2 separate regions of the Gossypium hirsutum genome follow, and region 2 is linked to region 1. A link is a contact called in public Hi-C data. All regions are on one chromosome and are shown on one strand. Each heading gives the region's core, a stretch centred on a gene start, on an enhancer-like site or on the middle of the called end of the contact. The rest is flanking DNA. Distances are from core to core; before and after follow the strand shown.

Evidence for each region. Hi-C and Micro-C count contacts between places; a contact is called where the count stands out from the background.
Region 2: a contact with region 1 is called in a Hi-C map of leaf, with 2.2 times the contacts expected there. The contact joins the promoter of LOC107910752 here to the promoter of LOC107910670 in region 1. A contact is called at or near these places in 7 of 34 Hi-C or Micro-C datasets (hypocotyl, leaf, petal and 1 more).

What each region holds. Positions count from the first base shown.
Region 1 is chrD02:29,432,261-29,436,243 of Gossypium_hirsutum_v2.1, reverse strand. LOC107910670 reads right to left here and starts at 1,880. Exons shown (of 4, transcript XM_016838610.2): 1 at 1,725-1,880; 2 at 1-1,526. The coding sequence starts at 1,309.
Region 2 is chrD02:29,741,403-29,745,636 of Gossypium_hirsutum_v2.1, reverse strand. LOC107910752 (2,3-bisphosphoglycerate-independent phosphoglycerate mutase) reads right to left here and starts at 2,198. Exons shown (of 9, transcript XM_016838732.2): 1 at 1,753-2,198; 2 at 1,082-1,209; 3 at 545-695; 4 at 272-475; 5 at 1-55. The coding sequence starts at 1,920.

The sequences.
Region 1 (3,983 bases), core at 631-3,130:
ATGACAAAAATGTACCCCTCATACGGTCAAGGTATCTAGTTCCACCATTTCCCCGGCTAAAATTAATTGCAGGAGTACTTTTAATTACATGTCCTGTTTCTAGAGCATTGCCCTTTAGATTATCAGACCCAGACCTCAGATGTTCCCGGAAATCAATCTCACACTTCTTATCAAAGTCACGCTTCAGTTCAGCTTCCTTAACAGCTCTCTTTTCAAGCTCTTCTGCATCAGTGTGGCTCTTACTAAATGCTTTATCTTTCTCTTTCCTTCTCTCTTTAGACTTATTTTCAGCTTCCCTTTTTATCTCTTTCTCCTTTGCAGATGGTGATAATTTGCTGCGATCTCTTTCAGCCTCCAATTTTTCATCCCTCAGTCTCCTCCTTTCTTCCACCAATCTTGCAACCTCCTCTCTTTGCTTTCTCTCTTCTTGCTCCAAAAGCTCTTTTTCTAACCTAGCCTGTCTCTTTTCTTCAGCTTTTCTGCGTGTTTTTTCTCCTCTGCTCTCATGAAAGCTTGTCCCACTCTCACCCCTCTTAGTCAACATGCCCCTGTGGTCTGCATCAGATGAAGCATCATAATTCGATGAACTAACCCCAAAAATCCTTCTCAAAAGCCACCTAATGCTCCAGAAGGACGTTAACAGTCTGCATGCAAAAATAACAATTCCTGAATAAGATTTCTTCGCCAAACAATCTTCATCTCCTCCAAAGTCACCTGTGCCATTCTTCCACCAATAGCTAGGCTTCCCTCCAACGGACCCAGAGACCCAGTTGCCATTCTCTAACCAATCCTGCCCACACATCCACCCATTCTCCGACCATCCTTTTCCATTCAAGATTTTACCACTTTTTCCAACAAGATCCTTAATGATCCCAGAATTTGAAATACCCAGACCAGGTGGACCTGGCAAGTCCAAAACAGGTCTCTTTGAAATATGGCCACAATAAGAGCACATAAACCGACCACCACCAGGTTTCTGATCCCTATATGGAGTCAGGCAGTTCCGGCACCTTCGTGTCGCAGTTTTACGAAGCTTCTGCAGTTCTATAGCCTCAAACCTCTTCCTCTCCCTGAGGCGTGCATTCCTTCTAACCCTCCAAGCAGATAGCCGGGGAATTAAAATCTCATACCAAAACAGAGTTGCCAAAAGCACAAAAACGCAAGCCAGCCTTGGGGACGTGATCTCAAATCGAAAATCAGGTGGCAATAGCTGAGAAAGAGCCCATAAACCTATGAGAGGTATAACTAACCAAGGCAGCATCGTAGCAACCCGGCGAGACCACTTCTGAATCACACACAGTATACACATTATCCTCTAACCCAAACCTATCTTTCCCGTTTTACAAATCAATGGCTAAAAACCCTAAAATCAACCCCCCCAATCAAGCTACCTCCTCCAAAAAGAAAAGGTTCCAACATTAAAAAACCAACCCAGGAAAACCCGTTCCAAATCGAAATATATATATTTCAAAGCAGCAATTCTTCAAGAACCCTAAGCAGCATTTACAATCGCGAATCCTTCAAAACTAGATATGAAAAACAAAAAGAAAAAGAAAAAATAACGTCCAATTAATATTTAAATTTTAAATATATAGATGAATACATTCAATTAAAGCCCTAGAAATGGATGGATTCAGTTTTTTTTTGTTTTCTCTTATGTTATTTTCCCGAAAAGTTTCTTTCTAAACGCTCAGAGGCAAGCGTGAGGGATTCGCGGAACTTACAGACTCAGAGTCCATTTCGGAGCCGAATCGGGTTGGAGCGGTATGTGAAAATAGATAAGAGAGATATGTAGAAGAAAATAAGGGAACCGTATTACTGCAAACGATAATTAATTTTTAATATGCAACCTCTCTTAACCGGTTTTCTTGGGTCGCCTCTTTCTTAGACCGCTTCGTTGAAATGGCCATTTAATTTAATAAGATAAAAATTAACTGTTAGATATTTTGATAATAGAGTTGGGTACTTTAATAAGTTTTTAAATTATATTATTCTGTTATGTTTTGTGTTTAATGTTCTACATAGTGTTTTGGGGAAAAGGGTTTTTAATGAAATGAATAGTTTTGATTCGTCTTTGTTAAACGATGTGTTTTGTTCCAATTGTAATTGCCTTTGTTTTCTTTCCATGTTGCAATCCTTCTTCTTCGTTATAATTGAATCGGGGAAAGAAGGAAGGGATGTTTTTGGCTATAATGAAAATTTTATTTTTTTTCTCTGCTCTTTCTTTATGTTTTCTGTTCTCTTGGTTTTCCTGGAAACAATCTCCTAACAAAAGAATCAGAGCAAGTCAATTCTCATGGTCGGAGATGGAATTTTCACTTGTCTGCAAAAGGAGGTTACTTATCTGCAACAAGAAGTCACTAAGCTTCAATCCGAACCCTCTCAACTGGATAGTCGTATTGGAGACAAATTGGATAGTCGTATTAGGGATAGGTTCAAAGAACTAAAGGAGGATTTTCGCGGTGAGTTGAAGGCTGAGCTTCAAGGTCAAGTTCATGGTATATTTGAGCAATATTTGGGAAAACTTTTACTGTCTAACAAAGGGATAGGAGTGTTGAGTGAGCCTCTACCAAGATTCCCTCCTAAGGATTCCTTGTTTCCAATCCAAAAGTCTGGTGTTGTCAAGGTCAATACTAAACCCCCTAAATTGGATTACCCTCATTTTGACGGTACAAATTTTAGAGGTTGGTAGGCAAAACTAGAATAGTACTTTTTGGCTAAGAAGATTCTTGTGAATGCTAGAGTAAGGATGGTCATGTTGTATTTAGAGGGAAGGGCTTTCGATTGACATCATTTTTATGCTCAAAGGCAAGGGGGTTCCACATGTTGAATTGGAGTCATATACGCAGAGTCCCAAGGACAAGTTTGGATCTCAAACTGTCTAGGATCCTATGAAAGAATAACTCTCCCTTAAACATGTAGGTTCAGTCGATCAATACTATAATTCTTTCATTAGTTTGTTAAATCAGTTGCAGTTACCTAAACAATACGTTGTTAGTATATTCATCACTAATTTGAAGGCTGATGTGGGGCAATGCCTAGAGCTTTTAAAACCTACCACCTTGATGGAAAGGTTTTTGACTGCTAGATAGGTGGAAGCCATCCTCAATGGCTCATCCAAACGAAGGTTGTTGGTGGGGTGGGGTGCTCATTTCAAGCTTACACCCCAATCTGTTTTGAACTTCACTGGTTAGAAAGGGCCTAGATACCCTTAACCATCGAATGGGGGGCTACACTAGCGGGTTCACCCAATATTAAAGGATAGCCTCGTGGAATACCTAAGTCATTATCTTCTGCTGAGATTGAAGACATAATAAAGAAATGACTTTGCTATTGGTGCAGGGCCAAATACAGGGTTGGTCACAAGTGCATGATGTCCAAGTTATATCAACTAATATTTGAACCGGGTATAGAGGGCGATAATGATAAGTTTCAAGAATGTAGTAAGCGGTTGGAAGATTTGAAGTTGGGGGAGGAGTGTTTCTGTAACGACCTAATAGTCAGGGGTGTCGAAAAACCTATTTTTGGGACTCTATTTTCGTAAACCAAACCCATAAATATTTTTATTAAATATTTACGAGGCTAACTTAATAAATAATTGATTTTTGGATTAGTAAATTTCGTGAAATTAGGAGTTATTAAGGTACAGGGACTAAATCACGTAAGGGTTAAAAGTTGAATTATAGATTGAAAGAAATAGAAGGGACTAAATTAGCAAATTTACCATTTATTAAAATGGTGGGCAGTTATGGTTTAATGAATTTGCATGTGTATATGTTATATATTAAAGTAACTTTAATAATAATGATAATAATAAAGATAATAAAATGAAAACATAATAAATAAATGAAAGAAAGTGGAAAGAAAGATGAAACAATTGCATGCAAATTAAAGAAAAAAAAAAGAGAAAGAAACAAAGTGGCTGACGACACCAAGGGCTCCAAACTTTCAAATTTCAATTGGTTAGTCAATTTAGTCCTCTT
Region 2 (4,234 bases), core at 949-3,448, 310 kb before region 1:
GGGCTTCACCACGAACCTGAGCATCCCATCCTCGTTTCACAACGTCCCAATCATTCTGCAAAAGATCAGAGCACAAAATTTAAATTATCCATGCAAATAAGGTTGAATCTCTTCCTTAGAATGATTCATTTGGTATTTGTTGCCTTGTCAAATAAAAGTTAAAAAGAAGCATGACATAAACAATAATCCGTATATTTTGTATTAATGCAAAATAATATAATCATCTTAACTATCCAACATGATTTGGGGGCTTTCGACAATTATTTCTCACCTCATAACGGTCCATTGTGACATACATGCGGCCTCCACCAGATGCAATCCGGGCATCAACACCATTCTCACGTAATTTTGCAAGGTCACTCTCAAGAGTCTCCACAAAGGCTACACTTGAACCATCCAATACATCACGACCATCGGTGAGAATATGAACACGAATTCTTTTAGCACCACGCTCACTAGCTCCCTTCAGCAACAACTGCAGAAAGAGAGAAATAAATAACAGAATGGAAATGAATTAGCTAGGAGGTTGAGTGGCGAAAATTACCTGCAATTGATCAAGTCGTGAATGGACACCACCATCACTAAGTAATCCAATCAGGTGCAAAGTTCCCTTTTCAAAGCATTCGCTTATGTACTTGAATCCTTCTCCTTCATAGATTTTTCCAGAGGCAAGAGCAATATCAACAAGCTTAGCCCTAGAGTTATAAATGAATCAACAGGTTAGAACACTGGGACCACAGTTAACCTGCCAGAAGTCCATCTTCAAAAGAAAGAAAATGGAATACCAGAAAAAGAAGACACTTGCAAAAGCTAAGAAGTACAAAACTATTTTGCTTCATCTCTTTATTTTGCTAGTTACCATGTTTTGGCACATACTCAGGCATAGGTATGCCGAATGTTACCCTTTAAGGACTCCCCAAACAGATGGAAAAACTTGGAAAATTTGAATATATCAACAATTTTTACACTTGCACCGAAGTTTGAATAACATGGATAAGAAATGTAAGAAAAAAAAAGAAGCATAGCAATGCATTTAGTTCACAAGACAGAATGTCGCTCTAAAGGAGGAAGTGAAGCTTACCCTTGAGCGAAAATGCGACCTGCACCGAGAGCATTGTGACCAACTTCACTGTTTCCCATGTCATCCTCTGTGGGGAGCCCTACAGCCTTACCATGAGCTCTGATTAATCTCCACTTTTCAGGGGCACCCTATCAACAAGATTAATTCCAATTAAACTAAGTCTCTTACTCTCTTTACATATTGATATATGGAAATGGAATCCTACTATGAAACAAAAGAATGTAACAAAATATCTCAAATGGAACATACTTATAATCCCTAGTATGGGTGGAATGAAGCTAATATATACTATATTACCCTAACTCACTCATCATTTTTACTGAAGTATCTATGTACTATTAGTTATCCAAATGGAACAGTCAAGTCTTTGTTTCTCATAGAGAGACGAATCTAAACCTAGCAGTTTGAAGAAAACGAAACTAACACCAGATCTGTTGCAGAACTAACTTTTTATAAATGAACAAATGATAGAAGCAAAAATCAAGCATGAAGATTAACATCTAATTAGTAAAGGCACAAAAAAAAAGAAGAAGAAACTTTCATTTGCTTAGAACAAACGAGATCCATAACAAATAACAGCATGGAATCGATTACCCACATCAAAGGCTTTCGGAAAAAAACTCCTGATCTAAGTTAAACTTCTTAAAAACAGAAATATAAAGCAAAGGAACCTGTTTGAGAGAATCCATGGTGGGAGTTTGAGCAACATGAATGCAATTGTACTCATCGGGTTTGTACTCGCCCCAGCCATCGAGAACGATGAGAGCAAGGGTCTTCCCCTTTGGAAGTGTTGGGTGATCCGCCAATTTCCAGGAGACTTGCTGCCCTGAACTCCCCATAGATGTTAGTATGTGTGGGTGTTTGCTAGTTAGCTTGTGGTTGAGAGAGCGAGAGGATTAGGTAGTTGATTATATAAGAAATCTAAAACTCGAAAAATCAGGCAAAATGAAAAAAAAAAGGGTGAACGGAGTGAATGGCGAAGCGTTGCAGCTTTCAGGTTTTGACTTAAATAATAACAACAATATATATAAAACAGATGGCGTGAAGACTGAGTGCGTAGCGAACCCGTGGGTGAGTGCATCACCACGTGATCATCCCTTTTCACTTACCTAACCTACACCTAAGCATCTCCCAAGTTTAAAATCTCGAATATACTTTTCATCGGTCATTATCCACAGGTTAATACTTGCCATAAATCTTTTCAGTGCTCATGGCCAGGCGGCCCGGCCCAGCCCGACGGCCCACTCGAAATATTAGAGGGTTTGGATAAAAATATAGACTCGAAATATAATATTTGGCAAAAAAATGAGACCCGTTTAGAAAACGGGCCGGGACTCGAGCACCATTTTTTTGGCCCGGGCCCAGCTCGGCCCAGCCCTATATAATAAATATATATTTATTTTTTAAATTTTTTTAATTTTAAAATATTTTTAAAATACTTTTTTTGATTTTTAAAATAAATTTTTGGTATTTATTAAAAAATGGGCTGGGCTGGGCTGGGCCCGGGCTTATGATTTTTTCCCGGGCCGGGCCTGGGAAAAATTTTAGGCCCATATTTCGGGCCGGGCCCGGGCCAAAATTTTTTATGGGCCCGGCCCATGAGCACCTCTACTCTTCACTAATTTAAAATTTAGTTTTTTAAGAATTTAATTACTTTATTTTTAAAATTAAAACATATTTATTTGAAAATTATGTAAATAAAAATTAAAAATATTTATTTGAAAATTATATAAATAAAAATGAATTTAAATTTAACAATGTTAACAGCTAGATCTAAATTTTTGAATAATATATAGATTTATGACATATTTTATCATTATTGGAATTTGAATATTGTAATATTCAATACATTTTTCATTTGAATAATTATAATTGAAAAATATTTGATAAAATGGTAATAGAGTTTTTAGATTTATAAGTAGGATTAGGAGTTGACAAGTGTCTCTACAATATTAAAAATAAATAAATGTTTAACAAAAAGAGACATATCACAACTTTTTAAGATTATTTGTAGAATAAAAAAGGTACACAGCCTAAAAATTATGAGTGTTCTCTCTTAGTGTCCCAGACAAACAATGCTTACTGTAGTTGGGTAAGAGTAGGGTGGTGATTTTGTCAACAATGGTGAGGGATAAATCTCCCTCTTAGCAGACAAACTTGTTCAACTAAATGTTAAAAGTTCGCTGGTTGTTCCGACTGGAAAATCGATGCTGCTATGTTCAGTGTGGAGACAAAGATCATATAATCTAGATAGTTTTAGGGCACAAATGAAGAGTATATGGAAAAAAAAAAAGAAAAATTTAGAGATCCAAGTGGCAGGGCAAAATTTATTTCAAATCTCGTTTGAAGATGAGGATGATTTGGAGATGATTTTGGAAAGGAGGCCTTGGTTATTTCGAAAGCAGTTGATTATCTTTGAAAAACTGAAGGAAGCCATAGAAAGGAGTAAAATTAAATTGGTTCTCTATCTGTTCTGGCTTAATATAGGTTTATGTCCGCCTGAGTAGAAAAAGAAAGATTTAATGCATGCTATAGGTTCTACCTTTGGAGGGGTGCTTCAATCGGAGATAAAAGGGGATGATTGCCGATTGAAAGTCCAATTGGATATTCAGAAACCACTGCGAAGGGGAATTTTTATCTCGGTGGGAAATTAGGAGAGAGTTTCATTACACTTTAAATATGAAAATTTACCGATTTTCTACTTTGGATGTGGTTGTGTGGGTCATGTTTAAAAAATTCAAGAAGAGAACAGTCTGAAGGCGATCTACCTTATTCAGTTGCGTTACGCACTGATTCCAATATATTGGGTAAAGAATGTATGCAATTTGGTTTTTTTTGCAAAAAAAAAGCCATGAAACAATACTCAAATACTAGGGTGAAAGAGGGTGCTAGTATGAGAATGGAGCTGCAGTCGGAGGTTATGACCGATGAGATTTCGGTGGTAAGGTACCAAGGGGAGAAGTCTAGCCCACCGAAAGTGGTTCTGCCAAATTTGATTAGAATGAAAGATGGAAATCCAAATGGGTTGGATAGGATAATGGAAGAAAAGCCCAAAATATCCAAACAGTTGGGCTAGAGGAGACTGGTGAGGAATGCAATGGATAAAAATGCTAAAATGGAGAATGTGACGGGAAAGAGAAAGTATGGGCTAGA